Regions from separate parts of the Mus musculus genome. Here all the other regions are linked to region 4. A link is a contact called in public capture Hi-C and promoter capture Hi-C data. All regions are on one chromosome and are shown on one strand. Each heading gives the region's core, a stretch centred on a gene start, on an enhancer-like site or on the middle of the called end of the contact. The rest is flanking DNA. Distances are from core to core; before and after follow the strand shown.

What was found. Capture Hi-C pulls out chosen DNA fragments and counts their contacts.
Region 1: a promoter capture Hi-C map of liver shows a contact between it and region 4, with 4 times the contacts expected there. The contact joins the promoter of Gna11 here to the promoter of Plppr3 in region 4. A contact is called at or near these places in 1 of 39 promoter capture datasets (liver), 1 of 115 datasets of contacts at active chromatin or transcription factors (pancreatic cancer cells) and 1 of 9 other capture datasets (liver).
Region 2: a contact with region 4 is called in a promoter capture Hi-C map of liver, with 2.6 times the contacts expected there. The contact joins the promoter of Thop1 here to the promoter of Plppr3 in region 4.
Region 3: a capture Hi-C map of macrophages shows a contact between it and region 4, with 4 times the contacts expected there. The contact joins the promoter of Gipc3 here to the promoter of Plppr3 in region 4. A contact is called at or near these places in 1 of 39 promoter capture datasets (cranial neural crest), 2 of 115 datasets of contacts at active chromatin or transcription factors (bone marrow-derived dendritic cells and embryonic forebrain) and 3 of 9 other capture datasets (adipose tissue, liver and macrophages).

The regions. Positions count from the first base shown.
Region 1 is chr10:81,541,820-81,546,785 of GRCm38.p6, reverse strand. It overlaps Gna11 (guanine nucleotide binding protein, alpha 11), which reads left to right and starts at 1,624. Exons shown (of 7, transcript NM_010301.4): 1 at 1,624-1,994. The coding sequence starts at 1,859.
Region 2 is chr10:81,068,028-81,072,902 of GRCm38.p6, reverse strand. It overlaps Thop1 (thimet oligopeptidase 1), which reads right to left and starts at 2,820. Exons shown (of 13, transcript NM_022653.4): 1 at 2,625-2,820. The coding sequence starts at 2,640.
Region 3 is chr10:81,341,985-81,346,821 of GRCm38.p6, reverse strand. It overlaps Gipc3 (GIPC PDZ domain containing family, member 3), which reads left to right and starts at 3,463. Exons shown (of 6, transcript NM_148951.2): 1 at 3,463-3,744. The coding sequence starts at 3,565. It overlaps Hmg20b (high mobility group 20B), which reads left to right. Exons shown (of 9, transcript NM_010440.3): 8 at 130-262; 9 at 345-776. The coding sequence ends at 357.
Region 4 is chr10:79,873,316-79,878,265 of GRCm38.p6, reverse strand. It overlaps Plppr3 (phospholipid phosphatase related 3), which reads left to right and starts at 3,632. Exons shown (of 7, transcript NM_181681.2): 1 at 3,632-4,246. The coding sequence starts at 4,172.

The sequences.
Region 1 (4,966 bases), core at 375-2,874, 1.7 Mb before region 4:
AATTATTTTAAGAAAAGGAAACTATGTATGCACACAAAGATAAATGTGAACAGGCATCATGGCATATGCCTGTCATTCCAGCACTGGGATGGTCAAGGCTCAAGGGGTTGCGCCTATGAGCTGCAAGAGGAACTTTGACCACATTGGGCCACCCGGGAGCCCCTTGTCTGGGCCATGAACTCCTGGGGTGGGGACAGAGGCCCTGATAGGAGAGTTTCAGAGGAATAATCTCCCCACAACCCCAATCAGCTAGTAAATGAAGACTTTGACCCTCCCCTTGCCGTCTTATCTCAAGGCTGGGCAATCAGGCAGGGACTGGGACAGGAACGCATGCAGCACAGGCCTGACTTTCAAGTTCTTTGTAGTCTCTTATTATTGACACATGCCCTGATTGAGTGCTGACTGGGTACGCATGCCTCTTTCTGGAAGGTAGAAAACACTTCTCAGGTTTGTGAGTTAGTTTACACTTGGGGGACTCAGATTGACCCACCAACAGGGAACTTACCTGCCTGGTACATGCGGGGGGCGGGGGTGGGGTGGGTTCCACTCCAGCACATGCAAACCACATTCATGGGCGTTCACATGCACAACAACAGCGTAAATTGGTGCTTGGTATACAGCAGGCAGACTGTTAATAATGCTTATTCTTCACCTGCCAGTAAGCCTGGTTGACAGTATATATGTATGTATGTGTGTGTGTGTGTGCGTGTGTATATATATACACACATATACATATATACATATATGTGTATGTATATATACACACATATGTACATATACACACATATATGACATATGTATATATGTATATATATATATATACACACACATATATATATGAAATCAGGCAGCATATTAATAGGAGGTACTGTGCTGCATCAGCACATAGTACACAGTAGGAGCTATATACAATATGTGGTATACGGCAGGCACAGCATTCATATTTGGCATACGTTGTATATGTGAAAAACACTTGGTTTGTATACCCTATATTGAATGTGGCAGTTACATATGCGTGTTTCCTTAAGGCTTGGTATACAGTAGATGTGATATTAATGCCTGAGCTACCACAGGCTGCCGCATCAGTGTATACTCTACAGCAAGCATTGTGTTCATACTTGTGACCTGTGTGGTATTTAACGAGTGCTGCATGAATGTACTGTACACAGTAGGGCATGAATTTCTGCCTGGCACACGATAGGCCTGCTTAGGAATGGATGAGCGAGCCGGTCAGGGCGTTTTCTCACATCCGCAGGCGGTGACGGCCTCGCTCCAGAGAACTGCAGCCTCTCTCTTGGCGCTCTCAGCACAGCCTCGGGGAGCCGAGAGAAGCCGAGCGCAGCCGAGCGGCGCCTGCCCGAGCCGAGAGGAGCCGAGTGTAGCCGAGCGGCGCCTCCCCGAGCCGAGCCTCGCTTCGCCTCCCGAAAGGAACCGAGCTCGGGCTTCCGAGTCCTCCCCATTCCCACAATCCTCGGCGTCCGCGCCCAGCCGCGAACCGTTCAACCCCTTCCCACGTCGACGCAACCCCACGCGCGCTTGCGCTGCGCCCTCCAGACCCCGCCCCCGAGCGGCGAGGCCCCGCCCCCAGGCGATCCTAAAGTCCTGTCCCTGCGGCGCGCGCGCGCGCGCAGCCGTGCGGCCCCTCCCATTGGCCGCGCCGCCTGCCCGTCCCGGGGCCCGTGGCAGCGCTTCAGGTCCTCGGGCGCCGGCGCTCGGTGGCGACGGCTGCGGGTAGCGGCGGCGGCGGCGGCTGCGCTGCACGGCGCGGACGGTGGACGCGCCTCTGGGGCCGGGCCGTGGCCTTCGGGGAACCGGGAAGAGGTAGGGCCGGGCCGGCGGCAGCCGGAGGACCGCGACGATGACTCTGGAGTCCATGATGGCGTGTTGCCTGAGCGACGAGGTGAAGGAGTCGAAGCGCATCAACGCGGAGATCGAGAAACAGCTGCGGCGGGACAAGCGCGACGCCCGGCGCGAGCTCAAGCTGCTGCTACTTGGTGAGCTGCGTGCCCGTGCCGTGGGACCTCTGTCACGGGGACCGGGTGGGTGCACGGGGCATCCGGGCCTTGCCGGGGTCTCCGCGCGCGCAGGGTGCTGCAGCCGCCGCGGTCTCTGGTCCCCGGCGAGTAGCGCGCGGTGACAGTCGGGTGCGACCCCTTCAGACCGCTGCCCACGGCCTGTCGGGCCACCTCGGATGTCCTCGGGGCAACTAGTCAGCGCTGCCCTGCAGCGGTCAGCCCTTCCGGGATCGCTGCACCCTGAGCAGTGCAGGTGGCTTGGGCCTGTGGTGGCCAGCTTCTCCCGTGTGGTCCCCTGGGCTCAGCCTGTGCGACCCTTTGTGGCCAGCCTTTCTGTTATCCAGGCCTTAGATTCATTCGGGGTCAGCCTCCTGCCTCTGATATCTGTGGTGAGATTTTGCATCTGCTGGCCACATTGGGCCCCAGGACCCTGGGAGACTTGCTTTCTGTCGCTCCTGAGAATTCTTGCACGGAGGTGGCCCTTGGCCCTGCCGCACCAAGTAGGCTCTCTCCTTTCCATTGTCCCCACATAGCCTCCGGTGAGCCCTGTAAGCTGTCTTGCTCTCATGATGCCCCTTTGGATTACAGACTCCCCAAGACAGTTCCCAAAGGGTTGCACCCTCCTCTCTACCTCCAAGGACTATACACCCAAATGGTCCTGCTTTGCTTCTGGCTTGTTGCTTTCGTGGGTACTCCTCAGTCTCCCTCTCTTTTCCATAGATCCTCTGAATTCCTCCACATTGGAGTGGGTGGCTTTTCTTCTTTGGGCTTCTGTTGTGCCGGAACCCAGTAGGTTGACAGCAGTCAGCCTTGCAGCCTCCCTGGCCCTGTCCTGCCTCCTGGGGGTCCAGTCTTGTCCTCTCCACACCCCACCCACCCCAGGGAAGCTCAATGTGTGTCTGTCACTTCCTGGGGTTCTGACTCCTCAAGGCCCACCTGTTGCTGGGAGCCAGGGAGCCCAGGTCCTCTTGTTGTCACCCCAAATAAGAGCCCAAAATGAGGACAGGGTAGCCTGGGCCCTGTGGGGGTTTACAAAACAGACTGGGGAGCTCTGCCTGCCCCTCCCAGATCCCAGATGAGCTACATGCAGTTCAAGAATGGGGACCCAGGACAAAGGGTGGCCTTGGAGAACCTGAGGAAAGGACTGTGGGGAGCCTTTGACTAGGAGGGGTGGAGGGCAGTGATACTCCAATTGTCCCATGAGAGATGTCAGGTAGGAGTACACGCTGTCTTCTGTTGCTGTGGCCTGTGTGGTTCTCAGGGTCATGGAGCCTTGGTTACTTTTCTCCAGCATGGTGGGATTCCCTCAAAGCTCTATGCAGCTTTCCAGGAAGGATGGGATAAGAAGAGGACAGAGCAGCCCAGAGCAAACAGCAGTGGCCCCAGGGTAGTCATATGGGGGCCACAGTATGGCCCTAGCCCACCTCTGCAGGGGGTCAGCAGCTGCCAGGTAAAGATGACATTGGTTGGCTGAGCCCAATAGTGTGTCATCCCAGCTCTGTCCTGTCCCCAAAGCTGGCCTTGAAGTCCCCTCGGATTCAGGAGTGCTCCCTGGCCCTCTGTGCTATGGCCTGGCTAAGCTGACCAGCAGCTGAAGGACTCTGCATTGACCTGCACACAGCACCTTGCCTCTACCCAAGGCAATTTGGTTCTTAACTGCCACCTGTGCCCTCAGGGCACCTGTGTCTGCAGTCACACCCTTCCCACAGAAGGGTCCTGCGCCCGTTGTAGAGTCTGGGATTTGCTTTACAAGAGCAGAAGGGTAAAGGGAGGACGGGAGTGAGCATTGGGCACTGCTCAGGGTCTTGCTGTGAGGGCTTCCCGGAGGAGGTGACCATGACCTTGGTTCTCTAGCAGTCTCTTTGTCCCAGGTATTGGGGGTGGGGGTTCGGTGAGACCTGCTCCACCCTCCTGCAGGCTGCCTCATTGATTGGCTGTCCCTGATTTTACATCAGCTGTCTGGAGGGTGGAGACCCTGTGCCCTACCGCCTGAGGTGGAAGCAGGGCAGGGATTGCTCTTCTGGAGCCCTGCCCTCTGGAGCAGGCAGGGTCCCCCTGCCCCATTCCCCGAGTGGTCCTTTTGGAAAGAGCTCCTCTCTGTGTGCAGGACTCTGACCTCTTTCCCCAGGTTTGAAGCCGCCATCGTCATACCTGGTGTGCATCTGTGGCAAACAGTCTGGGAGTGGGTTTTATATCCTCCTCCTGTTCTTCCAGTCCCTGTGTGGCCTGGGGAGATTGTTCAGCCAGGCAGAGCATTGACTGCAGGCTTGTTCTTGGGGTGGGCGTCCTGGTCACTGCAGGGTAGTGAGCTGCATCCCTAGACATCACTCAGTGTACCTAGGCTGAGGCACCCCCCTGGAGTTGTGCATGGTGGTACCTGATATAAAGTAACTTGCAAAACTAATTGGTGGCCAGTGCAAGTTCTCAGAACTGAAGCCACACGGAACTGTGTGCACCTCCCCACTGGAGGGTGACACGCTCCAGGCTTGTCCTGGGACACTTAGGTGGCTCTGGTGGTGAGCAGTGATGGGCATGAGACTACCAGGAGCGACCCTGTGGCCAACAGGGCTTCCAGTTCCACACTTAATCAGGCTGTTCAGAGGTTCCTATGGCCTCAGACTCTGCAGACCCTAGGGACCTCTGCTTCCCTGTGTGGCTCCAGGCTGGGGCAGAGCAGTGCTGTCACTGGGGAGCCAGCCACCCAGAACTTTCGCTTAGAAATCCCTGTCCCGGAGGCCGGGCAGGGCTGGGCCCAGCTTTCTAAATAAAGCAGGAGGTTGGCTCCCAGCTTCCTGTCCCGAGCCGTGGGCTGGGCGGCCAAAGGCCGGGGATCCGGCGGGGGTGGCCCAAGGGTTGGGCCTGACTTCTGCCCTGGGAAGAAGGCCTCAGCTGGATCTCTACTTACTGCTTCTGTCTCCAGATCCTGGTGGCTTCAGGCCATCCCAGGAGGC
Region 2 (4,875 bases), core at 1,571-4,070, 1.2 Mb before region 4:
CCCTACCCCCTTACTGGGGGATTTTGGGTGGGGCTTCACCCTGACCAGCCTCTCACCAGAAAATCTTTGATGGTCTGTTACTGCTAAGGGACCCTGCTGCTTTGGCAAAGGCCCTCCTGGAAGTGTAAGCACAGGTTCCAGACAGCTCCACCCTTACAAGGTCTCTTAACTTCGCATAAAAAGGAGAATCCAGAACCACTCACTGGGAGAGGCCAGCCCAAGGGCTCCATCAGTCTGCCTTCTTACTTCCAAGTCATTCAGCAGTATGTCATGTATCTAGGTGTGGCCCTCTACATCCCTGGTGCTGCCAAGCTATAATTAAAGCCATTTCTGCCCATATCGGGCCTCACTGACAAAGGCAGGTGTGGAAGCCGGACCGGCAAGCGACATTCTGGGATAACCAGGATGGGAGCAGCTCACGGACAGGTGCAGTGGCACTAGCAGCTGCTGGCACTGATCCCACAGCCCCAGCAACACTTGTTCGACACTGGCATGCAAGGCAGCCAGGCAGGGCCATCTCGCTCCTCGTCCCATGCAGAATGGCTGTATAATTGACAGCCATGTAGAATGAGGGTGGGACAGCTCATCCCCACAGAGAGAGCAGACTTTCATAGTGCTCTCAAGCCTTTAGCAGACATCAACGCAGGCCCTGAAGATGGGCTGGCAAGGAAAAGAAAAGGGGCTGCCACCAGGACATGGACTGAATAGGAGTAATGGGAGCTTGTTTTCAGTGCTCAGGAGGCCAGAGCAAGAGGATTTCACATTTGTGGTCTAAATGGAGAACACAGGGCAAGCACGTTCAAGCCAAAGAAAACAAAAATTCGGACTGAAGCTGTGGCTCAGTGGGCAGCACACGTGCCTAGTATGCATGGTGCTCTCATTCCATCACCACAGCATACAAATCAGGCGTGGTGGGGCTGCCTACCATCCTAGCACTTAGGAAACTGAGCGGGGAGGAGGAGAAAGAGTTCAGGGTCACCCACAGCCACACGTATTAAGTATGAGGCCAACCTGGGGTACACGGGATGCTGTCTCAAATGAAAAGCCATGGTTGGGTGATGGTGGTGCACACCTTTAACCCCAGTACTGGGAGGCAGAGGCAGGAGAATCTCTGTGAGTTCAAGGCCAGCCTGGTCTGCAGAGTGAGCTCCAGGACAGCCAGGGCTACACAGAGAAAAGCAAAAATAAGGAGGATGGGCAGCCACTGAGGAAGATACCCCCTCCCCACACAGACACGCGCACATGCGAAACGAAGGGCTTTGTATTACAAGTAGGGGCAGAGCCAGCCATGAGAACACAGAGTGCAAAGATCTGGAGAACTAGGATTGCAGCATCTTTCTGCAAACATCTGGATTACTGCCTCCATTTCAGGGCACCTCAAGTTCCTGAGGTGCAAGTAATTCCAATTATTCCTGTTCCCATGATCCTGATCATGACTGGGGGGATTATCTGCAGGCATGAGAAAATGTATGGGTGTGAGCTCCAGACGCCACCCCCCCCCCCCAAGGCCGCTCTCAGATACAGGAAGGTCACACACAGGGCCCTTTGGGCTGTTTCCCTAGTCCTCTGTTCATGGGTTAAGATAGGATCTTGCCAGATTGTCCAGGCTACCCTTGCAATTTCTGGAGGTGGGATCCTCCTAGTCTCGGTCTCCCACACTTGGGAAGAGAGGCTGGCACTGGCTCTGTTTCCTTCTCTGGATTAAGCAAGTCCAGGGGACCCAAGATGACTAAGCAGCTGGAGGTGATTGCTGCCAACGCAGACGATCTAGGTTCAATCCCCACAACTGACTAGGTGGAAGGAGAGAACTGATTCCCGCAAGCTGTCCTCTGACCTCCACAAGCACACTAAATAATGTTTAAAAAAAAATCCAAACAAGTCTTCATCTTTTTGGGTCACAGTCATGTCTACAACTGACGGGAATCCCTGCCTGGTAGCTCCACCATATGGGATGCCCCACACACATACACAGCAGACCTGGCAAGAGAAAGATGGGTCTCCCAACCAGCCCTGCCAAAGTGGGGTGACCATAGCCTAAGCCCCTGTGTTGCTGACTCAAGAGGCTGGAGAGGGAGCTCTGTGATCAAGCGTGCTTGCTGCGTTTGGTTCCCAGCACCCCTGAAAGGCAGCTAGCTCTCAACCACCTGTAACTGACTCCAGGAGCAGAGGATGGGCCACATTTTTCTAGCCATCATGAATACTACACACATGTGCAGGTACTCACACACAGACGTACAAACAATAGTTAAAAATAACAAATCCTAAAAATACAAAAGAACCTAGTTGGAAGTATTACTAGGTCCTCTCTAGATGCTAGATAGCACACTGTCCTGGCACCGAGGTTCCCAGGCCACCGTCTCCAGCAGCCTTCCAGGAACTAGAGCCTTTTACACCATGTGTGGGTTTTGCTCATCGCCCCGTTGGCAGTCCATCTTACCCTAGTTAGAATAGCAGGGAGCATGAGAAAAGTATTCTTTTAAAATTCAGTTTATCAAGAGGTTGAAGTCATGGGAAAGTTAGTTCATTCATTTTGCAGACGAAGGGGTCAGGGTCGGGAATCCCAAAGGTTCCATCTGCCCGAAGGAGGAGAGAAAGGGAGGGCCTGGGCGAGGGGCGACCGGTACCTGCGGGGGGCTTCATGGCGGTCGGCTGCGCGCGAGGCGGCGACGGCCCTCCTCTGGTCCTCACGCCTGTGCGGTCCGGATCTCCTCGGAGCTCGCCTCACCTGAGCCAGTTCCTCTGCTGTGGCTCTCAGACTGAGGCGCCCGCCGCCCGCGAGCTCCGAGCACGCTAGGAAGGCGCGTGCGCGCGAAGGCAGCTGGTCAACGCGAGTGTGCATGCGCAGGAACAACCAGTCTGGCGCCGGTGCATCGCGGTTCCGCCCACATTATCCCGAGCTTGCCCTGTCAGTGGTGCGATTTTGCGCATGCGCTGAACACAGTGGAGCCCGCAATTGGCTGTCATAGGTGAGTGAGGCGGAGCCTTACGCACCCTCGGAACGCCAGGATGCTGTTTCCATGGAAACCTAACACCCTCTCTGCCTTGCCTTTTCTGTGAGGATTTCACTCTATACAGGCTGTGTGCGTTTGTGCTTGGTCTGTTCGTTCAATTCATTTCTTTTTGTTCTTCAGCCAGTTCCTCATGACTCCACCTTCTGAGTTCTGAGATGACCAGAGTGCTCCAGCATGCCTGGCTTCCCTCCCTCTCTCTCTCTCTCTCTCTCTCTCCCTCCCTCCAACCTTCTCTTCCTTCTTTCCTTCCTTTTTTTGACACAAAGTTTCATGTAGCCCAGGCTGGTCTGAATTTGCTGACAGGCCTCAAATTCGTAGCAATCCTCCTGCCCCAGCTTCCTGGGTTCTGGGAATGCAAGTGAGAACCGCCACGGGTTTTTGCTTGTTTGTTTTGTTTTTGTAAGCTGAGTGTGCTGACTTATACCTGCAATTTCAGTCCAAGTAAAACAAAACTGACCCAACCTGCAACCTGCAGGAGTAGCCTGGACTATATACCTTGTCTGAAAAAACATGAGAGATGGCTCTGTGGTCAAGTGTAGTTGATAATCGGTGTACTGCAAAAGCCAGGGCTGGCCCCTCCTTCCTGCACCAGCCTGTGGCACGTTAAGATGCCTCCTAGGAGCTGTTGGCGGCTCCTGTTAAAATGTTGGCACCATGACATCTCCTCAGCCTGGAGCTGTCACAAGAACTGTCTACAGTAGTGTATCACCTTTCCCAACACAACAGAGGTTGCCCCTCAAGAACACCCCTGCAGGAGCTGTCCTACAGGAACTGTCCCACAGTGATAGGACCTCATCTCCAGCCTCCTTGAGCAGCCTCACAGAGATGGCGCCTCAGCAAAAGTTGGCTGTGGCCTGGAAGGACTTTCACACTAACCCATGGGCCTGATGCAGGGTAAAGAGGGTGAGGGGGAAAAAAGTCACCAATCCCCGAACAGGAAAACCCACCAATCCCTGAGCTCCTCAAGCTCAGGACTTGAAATTCCACCAATCGTTAATCTGGAAATCTCTGCCCTGAAAAGCCCTGCCTCCTAAGAAATTCTATGTAAGCCCCGCCCTTTGTCTAATTCCCTAATGTTTTACTCCCAGGAGAAGAGGGAAGATTCATCTCTCCACACCCTGAACCCACCAATAAATCTCTTACATGAGATTTTCTGCTTGGTGTGACTTTCTCATCGGAAGAGCCAAGAAGAAGCGAGGTGAAGAGAGGGTGGGGGGTGGGAGAGCGGGGTGCGGGGAAACAAGGCTCCTGAGCTCCTCAGCTCAGCCGGGGATATCCTCCCCTGGGAACTGCAACACCTCTGCTGAGAGGGCTCCCTGCGTGGTTCCTGAGCTCCGTGTCTCCGTGTGCCCTTCCATCTGAGCAGAAACATCGACAGTAATAGCACAAGTCCAGAAGACTGGACTTCAGATCCCCACACCACAGGGCCGCTCACACCTCCAGGGGACCCCATGTCCTCTTCTGGCCACAGCAGGTGCTGTGTACATATGGTGCACACACATACATTTAAGTGTATGCACACAAGCACATAAGCAACTTTTAAAACATAGGATAGTGGAGAGACAGCATTTATTTTAACACGCATCTCAAAGTACAGTTCCTGTAGGGAGAAGCAATAGTCACTCCTGGTCCAAGGTCCAGAAATCTGCTCGAAATTACTCAGTCTAGGATCTGCCCAGGAAATGGCCTCTCCAGAGTCAAGACTGAGGGCCTTCCTGGCTCATTTGACTGACATAATCAAGATAATCCCCCTACGCCGGGCAGTAGTGACGCATGCCTTTTATCCCAGCACTTGGGAGGCAGAGGCAGGCAGATTTCTGAGTTTGAGGCCAGCCTGGTCTACAAAGTGAGTTCCAGGGCAGTG
Region 3 (4,837 bases), core at 2,214-4,713, 1.5 Mb before region 4:
CCTCCGGTCCCGCCCACACTTTTCAATTAGGCCTCGCCCGAGTTCGGACCCGCCCCCTCGCAAGGCCAATTCCCTGGTCCCTCCCAGCTACGGACCTGGGAGGCCTCTCTCTAACCCACTGACCCGCAGGCACCGGGGAGACACCGACCCTCGGGACGCTGGACTTTTACATGGCGCGGCTTCATGGAGCCATCGAGCGCGACCCCGCGCAGCACGAGAGACTGATCGCGCGCGTCAAGGAGATCCTGGCGCGGGTAGCCAGGTGCGGGATGTGGGAGGGGAGAGTGGGGTGAAGGGAGAGAGCGGCTCTGCTTGAGGTCTTCATCACCCCCTCTGTCCTACAGCGAGCACCTGTGACAGACCTCTTGGACCAGGAGATGCCCCTCCCCACCCGCCCAGAAAGAAGCTACACCTTGGGGTCTCCAGGCCCCCCTCAAATGAAATCTCAACCGCATCCCTTTAGCTTCGAACCCCATCCCAGGTTGCAGAGACCGGGAGACCTGCCTGCCTCACAGGGAGGGTCACACTACAGTGGGTCAGGAACAGAGGAGCCAAGGCCGCTGGACTCGGATACCCCACCCCCACCCCTGGTGCTGAGCAGGAGGACCCCAGGTCGCTCACCATACAGCCAGGGGACCTGCTGCGCAGGCGCTGGCTAACCTGGCAGAGCCGGGGTAGGGGTGGGGCAGTCCGACAGCCCCTTCCCCTGCGCCTTTCATCACTCAATCTGGACTTTTAAATAAGTGTTGAATAAAAACAAATGGGTTTTCACTCAAGTTAATATTTGTGGCTTTGGGGGAGTGGGCCCAGCCTGTTTATGATTCTCCTGCTGTGGTGGTTTGGTCTGCCCTCCTACCTCTGGTAGAGGATCTCAGGACCTTCACTACACGGTTATCAGGTGGGGAAACTGAGGCAGAGTTGGGCTGGAGTTCCCCATCACCCTGTTGGTTTTGAGGGTCTTCTGTGGGTTCAGGGCCAGGCTGGACATTCAGTTCACCCAACCGAGTCCCCAGACTGGACTTCAGTCCACCTCAGAAATTTACTGCTTTAGCTGGGTGTTGGCCAAGCCTTTAGTCCCAGCCAACACTCAGGCAGAGGCAGGAGGATCTGCATGAATTCGAGGCCAGTCTGGTCTACAGAGTGAATTCCAGGACAGCCAGGACTACCCAGAAACCCTGTCTCAAAACAAACAAACAAAACAACACCACAGAGTTCTCCAGCCATTAGCACCATCTAGTTCTAGAACATTCTTCAGAGGAAACCCTGACAGCATGAACCTTCTCTGTGCCTGGTCTCCGGCCCTCTTACACCCACCACTCACTCCACATTCTTGGACATTTTCCACCATGGAGGTTGTACAGTGTGGCTTTTTATGCCTGCTTCTCTCAGTGAGCATCACTGACACTATGGGGCATGTCCTCTTCACGGCTGAGTAATATTCCATGTGCCCCAGGCTGTGGTAAGTCACTCTGGCGTGGCAGTCTGTGCCTGTCTGCTTCCTGTTTGACCATCCACATCGACCTCCCCCCACCCCTGCCCTGCCCCAGGGCAGGAGCTGTGGGATGTGGCAGATAACTGTGGAAGATACCTCTGGCTCAAACTTGAAGAGCCCTGCCAAGGGACTCTGTTTAATTAATGAGATAGAATATCTTGTAAAACTTCCCAATCCAGCACACATATGCTGTGCCAAGGAATTGTATCCCCCCAAATGTGCTCCTGTCCTCACCCCAGAACCCCCAGGCATGGCCTTATTGGGAATCAGGAGGAAAACAGTGAGATTAACTTGAGTGAGGTCATGTTGGGGTAGAGTGGGCACTATGCCAGCAGCGAGTATCATTTTGAGAACAGGAAAGTTAACACAGGCCTAGGAGCGGGCTTAGTGACAACAGAGGCAGAAACTGCACAACAGGCCTGTGGGCCAAGGCCAGTCAAGGACTGCCAGAGTCGAAGACAGCCTCCCACAGCCCCGGGAGAGAGGGGAGCACCTCCACTTATCAACTGAGGAAGGATTAAGTTCATCTGAGTTTTGTTTTGTGACAATGTCTCATGTAGCCAAGGCTAGCCTGGAATTCACTGTGTGTCAAGGATGACCTTGATCCTCCACGTCCCCAGGTAGGGGTGTCCTTATGCCCAGATCTCTCTCTCTCTCTGAATACTCTCTCTGTATGTACACCTGCATGCCAGAAGAGGGCATCAGATCCAATTATAGTTGGAGGTGAGTTACTGGCCAGTGCTTTTAACCACTGAACCATCCCTCCAGTTTCCGTTGTTGGTCCTCTTTTAAGTCACCTACGTTGTGACACTCTGTCGTGGGAATCTAGAAGACACAAACAGCCTCAGATGTTCATTGACCCCTGCACACCCCACTTCACCCACCACATACCTGGGGATCCCTGAAAAAGTAGCATTTTATAGTGGTTTGGTCATCCTTCCTTCCTTTCTTTCTTTCTTTCTTTCTTTCTTTCTTTCTTTCTTTCTTTCTTTCTTTCTTTCTTTCTTTCTTTCTTTCTAGATTTATTTATTTATTTATTTATTTATTTATTTATTTTACATATGTGAGTACACTGTTGCTCTCTTCAGAGAAACACACCAGAAGAGGGCGTCAGATCTCATTACAGATGGTTGTGAGCCACCATGCGATTGCTGGGAATTGAACTCAGGACCTCTGGAAGAGCAGTCAGTGCTCTTAACCGCTGGGCCATCTCTCCAGCCCTGGTCTTCATTTCTTAACAAAAATTCTTTTTGCCAGGAGAGTGGGCTGAGTTGAGAGAGGATTCTCTGTATAGCCCTAGCTGTCCTGGAACTCGCTCTGTAGACCAGGCTAGCCTTGAACTCAGAGAGCCACCTGCCTCTACCTTCCCAGTGCTTGGACTAAAGGTGTGCACTCTCACTGCCTGGCTATCGACAATTATTTTTCCAGGGGTAGTGCACACAACTTTAATTCCATCATTGGGGAGTCTGACGCCAGAGGATCAGGAGGAGGTTAGGGTCACCCTTGGGTACATAGTGAGTTCCAGGCCAACCTGGGCTACATGAGATTCTGTCTCAAAAACAAAACAAAAATTATTAAGGGAGAGATTTGGAGGTAGGGGCCGCAGGTGGTCTTTAAAATAAACAGGTGAGCAGGAACTCACTGGGAGCTCTGGGGACTGAGCCCCAGAGGAGAGCCCAGCTTGTGCAAGAGCCCTGAGGCAGGGTGGACCCTGAGGTAGGGCAAGGAAGGAGGCACGCGAGGCCAGATAGACAGAGGGACAAGGCACGGAGTTCACAGACAGGGTCGGGGGCTGCGGGAAGACCGCTGACATGGACGGTGGGCTGTGTGCGGAGCGGAGGAGGGAGAAGGGGAGGACGGGCGGGGCTCCCCGGGAGGCCAAGACTGGACGCAGCACCCACAGCCCGGGGCCTCCCCCTGTTGTTCGCGAGTCCCGGGGGAGGGCGCGGCTGGCCCCGGCGGGCGGTTTCACCTTCCCCCGGGCGGCTCGGGTTCCCGGATCCGCTTACGCCCGGCTCCGCTGTCGCGGGACCTCCGGCGGGAGGCTCAGGACGCGGCGGACCCCACGCACCATGGACAGTGCTGCGCCCCGCGAGCCCGGGGCCACCGAGCCCCCCGCCCGCGCGCGCCCGCGCCTAGTGTTCCGCACGCAGCTGGCGCACGGCAGTCCGACCGGCAGGATCGAGGGCTTCACCAATGTCCGCGAGCTTTACGCCAAGATCGCCGAGGCCTTCGGCATCGCTCCTACCGAGGTGAGGGTGGACCGCGGACACCACCCAGGATCCTGTCTGCACTCCACGCGAAAGACAGGATCAGACCCTGGGAGTGGGGTTCCCATAGCCGCCGAGGACCCGACCCAGGTGTCAGGAGCCCATGAATGGCTAATGGGTGGCAATCAGCTCAGTGGGTAGAGCAGTCACCTAGGGTTTGGAAAGCCAGTTTCCATCCCCGACACAGGATAAAGCAGGTGTAGTGATGTAAAGTCTGTTATTCCGATTCTGGGAAGGTGGAGGCAGGAGGATTGAGAGTTAAGCTGGTCATCCTCAGATACATAGGAAACTAGAGGGTCAGCCTGAGCTACATGAGGCCTTATATAAAATAAAATCACTTTTAATTTTTTTCAACTCAATTATTTCTACTATTCCCTTTCAGTTGTTTGTTTTCTTTCTTTTAATTTTGTTTTTCTAAGACAGGCAGTCTCATCATGTAGCCCTGGCCGGTCTGGAACTAGCTCTGTAGACCAGTCTGATTTCAAATTCACAGAAATCTACCTGCTGCAGCCTCTAGAGAGCTGGGATTAAAGGTGTGGGCCACCCACTTAGTGTGGGTTTGATTTATTATATGTAGGGGCACCAGAGTGGGCACCACGGTGGAGGTTGGGCAACAGTTTGCAAGGGGTTAGTACTCTCCTTCCACATGCAGCCCTTGAGAATCAAACAGGTTCAGGACTTGGCAGACTGGCCACAAGCCCCTCCCACTCCCTCCCTCCCTCCTGACTCCAGCCTTCTTGTCCATTTTCTTTTCTTTTCTTTTTTTAAAGATTTAGTTATTTATTATACGTAAGGACACTGTGTAGCTGTCTCAGACACTTTAGAAGAGGGCATCAGATCTTGTTACAGATGGTTGTGAGCCACCATGTGGTTGCTGGGATTTGAACTCAGGACCTTCAGAAAAGCAGATGGTGCTCTTAACCGCTGAGCTCTAGCCCTCTTGTCCGTTTTCATTCCATTGCTTGTTCGTCTAATTAAGATAATATTTCGCTTTGTAGCTCAGGCTGGCCTGAAATTCATTCTGTAACCCAAGCTGGCTTCTAACTTCCAGCATTTCCCTTGCCTTGGCTTCCCG
Region 4 (4,950 bases), core at 2,383-4,882:
GGGTCGGAGGATAACAGTCAAGAGTAAGTTCTCTCCGTCCACTGTGTGAGTCCCCAGAACTGAACAGAGACCCTGAGGTTTGGCAGCAAGCGCCTTTCCCCACTGAGCCATCTCAGTGGCTCATAAATAAGGAAGGAAATTCATTAAGTTAAAAGAATAAACCACACGAAGAGAAAGAAACCACAGACCTGGGGGGCTGGAAAAAAGGAAAAGAGAGAAAGAAAAGGTTGTGTGGTTTCATTTTGAAATGAAGCCTTGCCGCTGGCAGAGGTCCGCAGGCTTCCGGGACTTGCCTCTCTGTTCCCGGACTTCTTACACAACACAACGGCTGCATGACTCTGGACCATCGGACCATCGCCAATCCTTCCCCCGCCCCTTCCTGCTTGAGGCCATGACCCCGAGTCCTCAGCATCTTTTGTGCACTTCAGGGTTCCCTGGGTGGTAGAGTCCCCAGCGTCCCCGCTCTTCAGAGAGAATGCACTGAGCTTCTACACCTGGTTCTGTCTCATGCTACTCAGGAACCATGATGTGGGCTATGTCCTGGTCAGGGCTAAGTGCACCTCTGAGAACTGTCTATTTATTCGTCCCATCATTTTAAGACAAGGTCTCATGTAGCCCAGGTTGGCTCCAGATTCCCTACGGAACTGAGGATGACCTGGAACTCACTCTGTAGACCAGGTTGGCCTCAAACTCAGAAATCTGCCTGTTTCTGCCTCCCAAGTGCTGGGATTAGGACCTTGAACCTCCTCTTTCAGCCTCTTGGCTGTTGGAATTACAAGGAAGAGTATGAACTCAGCCTCCTGCCCTTGCTCTGAACCTACCCATGATCCTTCAGTGCCTGACTGACAGCCAAACTCCTCAGCTAGGCCATGTGTCTGCAAGAGTCCACTTTCCCCAACTGCACATGGAGATCCCGCCCTGGAAGACTCTGAGTGCCCCTCCCCCACCTGTCCCCTGCAAGCCACTGCTTCCTCTTTCTCCCCAGGACCATCAGTTAGAGGCCTTCTTTCAACACTAGAATTCCCAGGGGTTCATGCAAGCTCCTCCACTATTGACAGGGAAACTGAGGCTCAGGGCTTGTCCAAGTTTCTCTGCCCCCCTTTTGGGCTTCTGTACCCTCAGACCCCTGAAGTGTCATGACTGTGTGGGACTTACCTGGGCTCTGCTACCCAGGAACTGTGGCCAAGAGCTGCTCCCTGAGGATTGATCCACCCCTTCCCCTGGACACGGGTGGATGGTGACACCTTGGGCCTGTATGAGCCACTCTGACCTTCTTCTCTGTCATTTGTTTATTTTTTTTTTTTTTGAGACAGGAACATGGGGTCTCTCTGTGTAGCCCAGGCTGGCTTCAAACTCAGAGATCTAACTGCCTCTGCCTCCTGAGTGCTGGGGCTAAGGGCGTTGCCACCACCGTCCAACTCTTGTGCATGTTTTTATAAACAGTCACCTGTAATCTAGACTGGCCTGGAACCCTATATAGACAAAGATTACCCTGAACTTTTAATCCTCCAGCCTCTACTTCCCGAGTGATAGGACGACAGGGGTGACGTGACCTGCTCTATCTGCCATTGCTGTTCTTCTGAGACAGTGTCTTACTCACCTGCAGTCCAGGCTGGCTTGCAATTCATGACAATCCTTCTGCCTCAGCTTCCTAAGCTGGCACAACAGGTTTGTGCTACAATACCTAGTCTGATTTTTAGATTTACTTATTTTATTTTATATGTGTAAGTCTTTTGCCTGCCACTGTGTCTCGTACTACATGTGTGCCTGGTGCACACTGTGAACAAAAGAGGGCACCTGATTCCCTGGGGCTGGAGTTACAGTGAGCCCCATGTGGGTAATGGCAGTTGAACCTGAGTCCTCTGTAAGAGTGGCCACAGCTCTATCCACTAAACCATCTCTCTAGTCACCCAGGACATTCTTTATTCCTTATTTATATATTTATTTATTTTTGAGACAGAGTCTTACTATGTAGCATTGCTGGTCTTTGGCTGTCCTAGAACTCACTATGTAGCCCAGGCTTGCCTGGAACTTACAGTAATCCTGCCTCATCTCCCAGAGTGCTGGAAAGACAGGCTGGGACCACCACACTCTTTTTGTTTTTGTTTTGTTTTGTTGGGTTTTGTTTTGTTTTGTTGGTTTTTCGAGACAGGGTTTCTCTGTGTAGCCCTGGCTGTCCTGGTTCTCACTCTGTAGACCAGGCTGGCCTCGAACTCAGAAATCCGCCTGCCTCTGCCTCCTGAGTGCTGGGATTAAAGGCGTGCGCCACCACCTTCGGCCCACTGTTTTTGTTTTTATTTCTTTTTTTGTTTTGAGTCACAATCTCAGTCTATAGAGCAGGTTATATCAAAACTCACAGCAATTCTCCTGCCTTACGTGACTGAAAACTGCACACACACCACCAGCTCCTCTTTGCTGCTCCTTTTGTGCTGGGTGTCTCTGTATGGCCATCAGGCCTGGGGAGCTTGCTGTTCCCATGAGGAAACTCAGAAAACATGAGGCTGAGGTAGAGTCTGGGAACACAGCAGTCAGTTTGGGGAAAGCATTGAGACAGTGAGAATAAACCCATAATATTTATACGTGAGCCCTGCGGTGCCTGCGTGCTCGTGTTTATATTTGAGCCCTGCAGTCCTGCGTGCTCATGTTTATACGTGAGCCCTACAGCCTCTGTGTGCTCATGGGTCCTTTCAAAGGCCCTTTTTGGTTTTTTTGAAAGAGGGTGTCACTATGCAGGCTGACCCCATGGAATCCCCCCGCCAGTCTCACAGAAAGAGAGAGGAACACAAGCAGGCTTCTTGGTCCCTGAGACCAACCCTAGCTTGACCTGACCTTTGGGGACAGGGTCTCTCCTTGGCTTGCTGCTTGCTGCTTAGGTGAGATGGTGGCTGGAGAGTCCTGGTGATCCTGCCTTCCTCCTGTACCCAGGGCAGAGGGATTCGAACTCAGGTCCTCACGCCTGCAGCACAAGTGCTTTACAGATTGAGACATCGCTCTGGCCTCCACACCACTCCCTTTTTAATGATTTTAAGACAGAGTCTCACTGTGTAGGCCAGGCTGGGCTGGGACTTACAACAATCCTCCAGACTCAGCCTCTTGAATACTGGGACGTCAGCCGTGTACCACTACACTCAGCTTTCAACAGAGAGTTGCAGGGTCTGTCAGCCTAAGTCCCACTTCCCAGTGGGTCACAAGAGTTTGTTAAGGGCCTGGTATACAGTAGGTGCTCAGCAGATAGTGACTATTCCGATCTAACATCTTAGGGCCTCAGTTTGTCCCATCCAGGATGGGGTGGGGTCAACCAGTGGGTACATTTACAGGACTGCCTCTGTGGAGAGGAAACCCTTGAAAACAGCAAGCACTGCATAAGTGCACATTACAGTCCTTTATCCTCAAGGCATCAACTGCCCAGGGTCAGGAGGGTGAGGTGGCCCTGGTGGTTGGACAGAGGAGAGGTGGGACGGGGACGAGGGGGAGAGAAGGTAGAGGACAGCCCCTCCACCCCTGTGTCTTTGTCTCCTTTTGCTCAGGCGCCCAGGGACCTCACCATGGAAACGGACTCCAGCGAGCCGCGGGCACGGAAGGCGTGGGGGCCGAGGAATCGGCGACCGTGAGACGCAGGGAGGCAACTGGAGGCGCGGGGCGCGGGATCTCGCCTTCCCCACACTGCGCCGCGCGCTCCTAGGTCCCGGAGATCAACCGTGCTCGCGCAAGGCGCACAGAAGGCACGCGCAAGGGGCAGGGACGAGACCCAGATTGCGGTCCCCGCGCAGGGCCAGAGACCCTGAGACCCGCAGAGTGGGAGGCGGAGGCGCCCAAGCCGGGGGCGGGGTTGGGGCGGGGCCGAGCGGGCTGCAGAGCGCGCAGACAAAGAGCTCACGCGCCGCACACCGCGCCCGGGCCTCGCGTCCCTCCCACGCGGGGACCCTGGCTTTGTGTCCGCGCTTTGCAAGGGACTCCGCCCTCCTTGCTCCCTCCAGGTGAACGAGCCGCGTGCGCGCGCGGGGGCTCCGGCCTCTCCCTTCCCCAAGTTCCCCCTCTGCTCCAGCCTCAGTTTCCCCGAGCCCTCTTGGCTAACCCTTATCTCCCCACCTGGAGACTCCATCTGCGCAGCTCCTAGTCTCCAGCCTGCCTTTGTCCCCCTGCAATCTCGGCCTACAGCGCCAACGTCACCATGCTTGCTATGAAGGAGAAGAATAAAACGCCGAAGGACAGCATGACACTCCTGCCTTGCTTTTATTTCGTGGAGGTGAGTGGGGGTCGCGGTGAGAGATCTTCGTGGCAGGGAGCTTCTGAGACCGTCCACTTCATGCTGCAGGAACAGGAACCCGCACCGCGGAACCAGGCCACCTGGAGTTGAGATGGGGATGAGGCTGGTTCCAAAGGCACAGGGTTTTACAGGTCGAGTAGGAGTTGCAAAGCCTCAGAAAGGTCCTTTAGAATGTGGGAACAGATGGGGGAATGCTAGGATGCTGGGCGTTCCTTTAAGGACAGGGTTGAGAAGCTCAATTGGGGGCGGGGGGGTGTGTGCTGGAAATTGGGGCATTGGAGGTGAACAAGCCCCAACTAGTGAGGGTGGGTGGGTGCTGGGTACTTGGCTCTGCAGTACCCGAGGTGCGTCTAAATTCAAGCACTCTTCTAATGGCATGACTGTGTGCCCCACGCCCAATCTCCACCAGAGCTCGTCAACCCCTCGGTGAATCCAGACAGCTGTGGTGGAGAGCTGAAAGCATCTAAAAATAGAAAACAATAAATGCATTCACTTGGTGCATACTAAGTGTGGAGGGTTGCGGTTTCCTTTGAATGGCAGAAGCTGTGAGCCAGGCAGAGTCTCAGAAGCCCCTGATCAGGCTGGAGCCCAGCCTTCTGTCCTCAGCAGGTGACCTGTGTGAGCCACAGAGCATTAGGGGGAATGCTTATGTCCCAACATGACATTTAAGGGTGACTATAGCC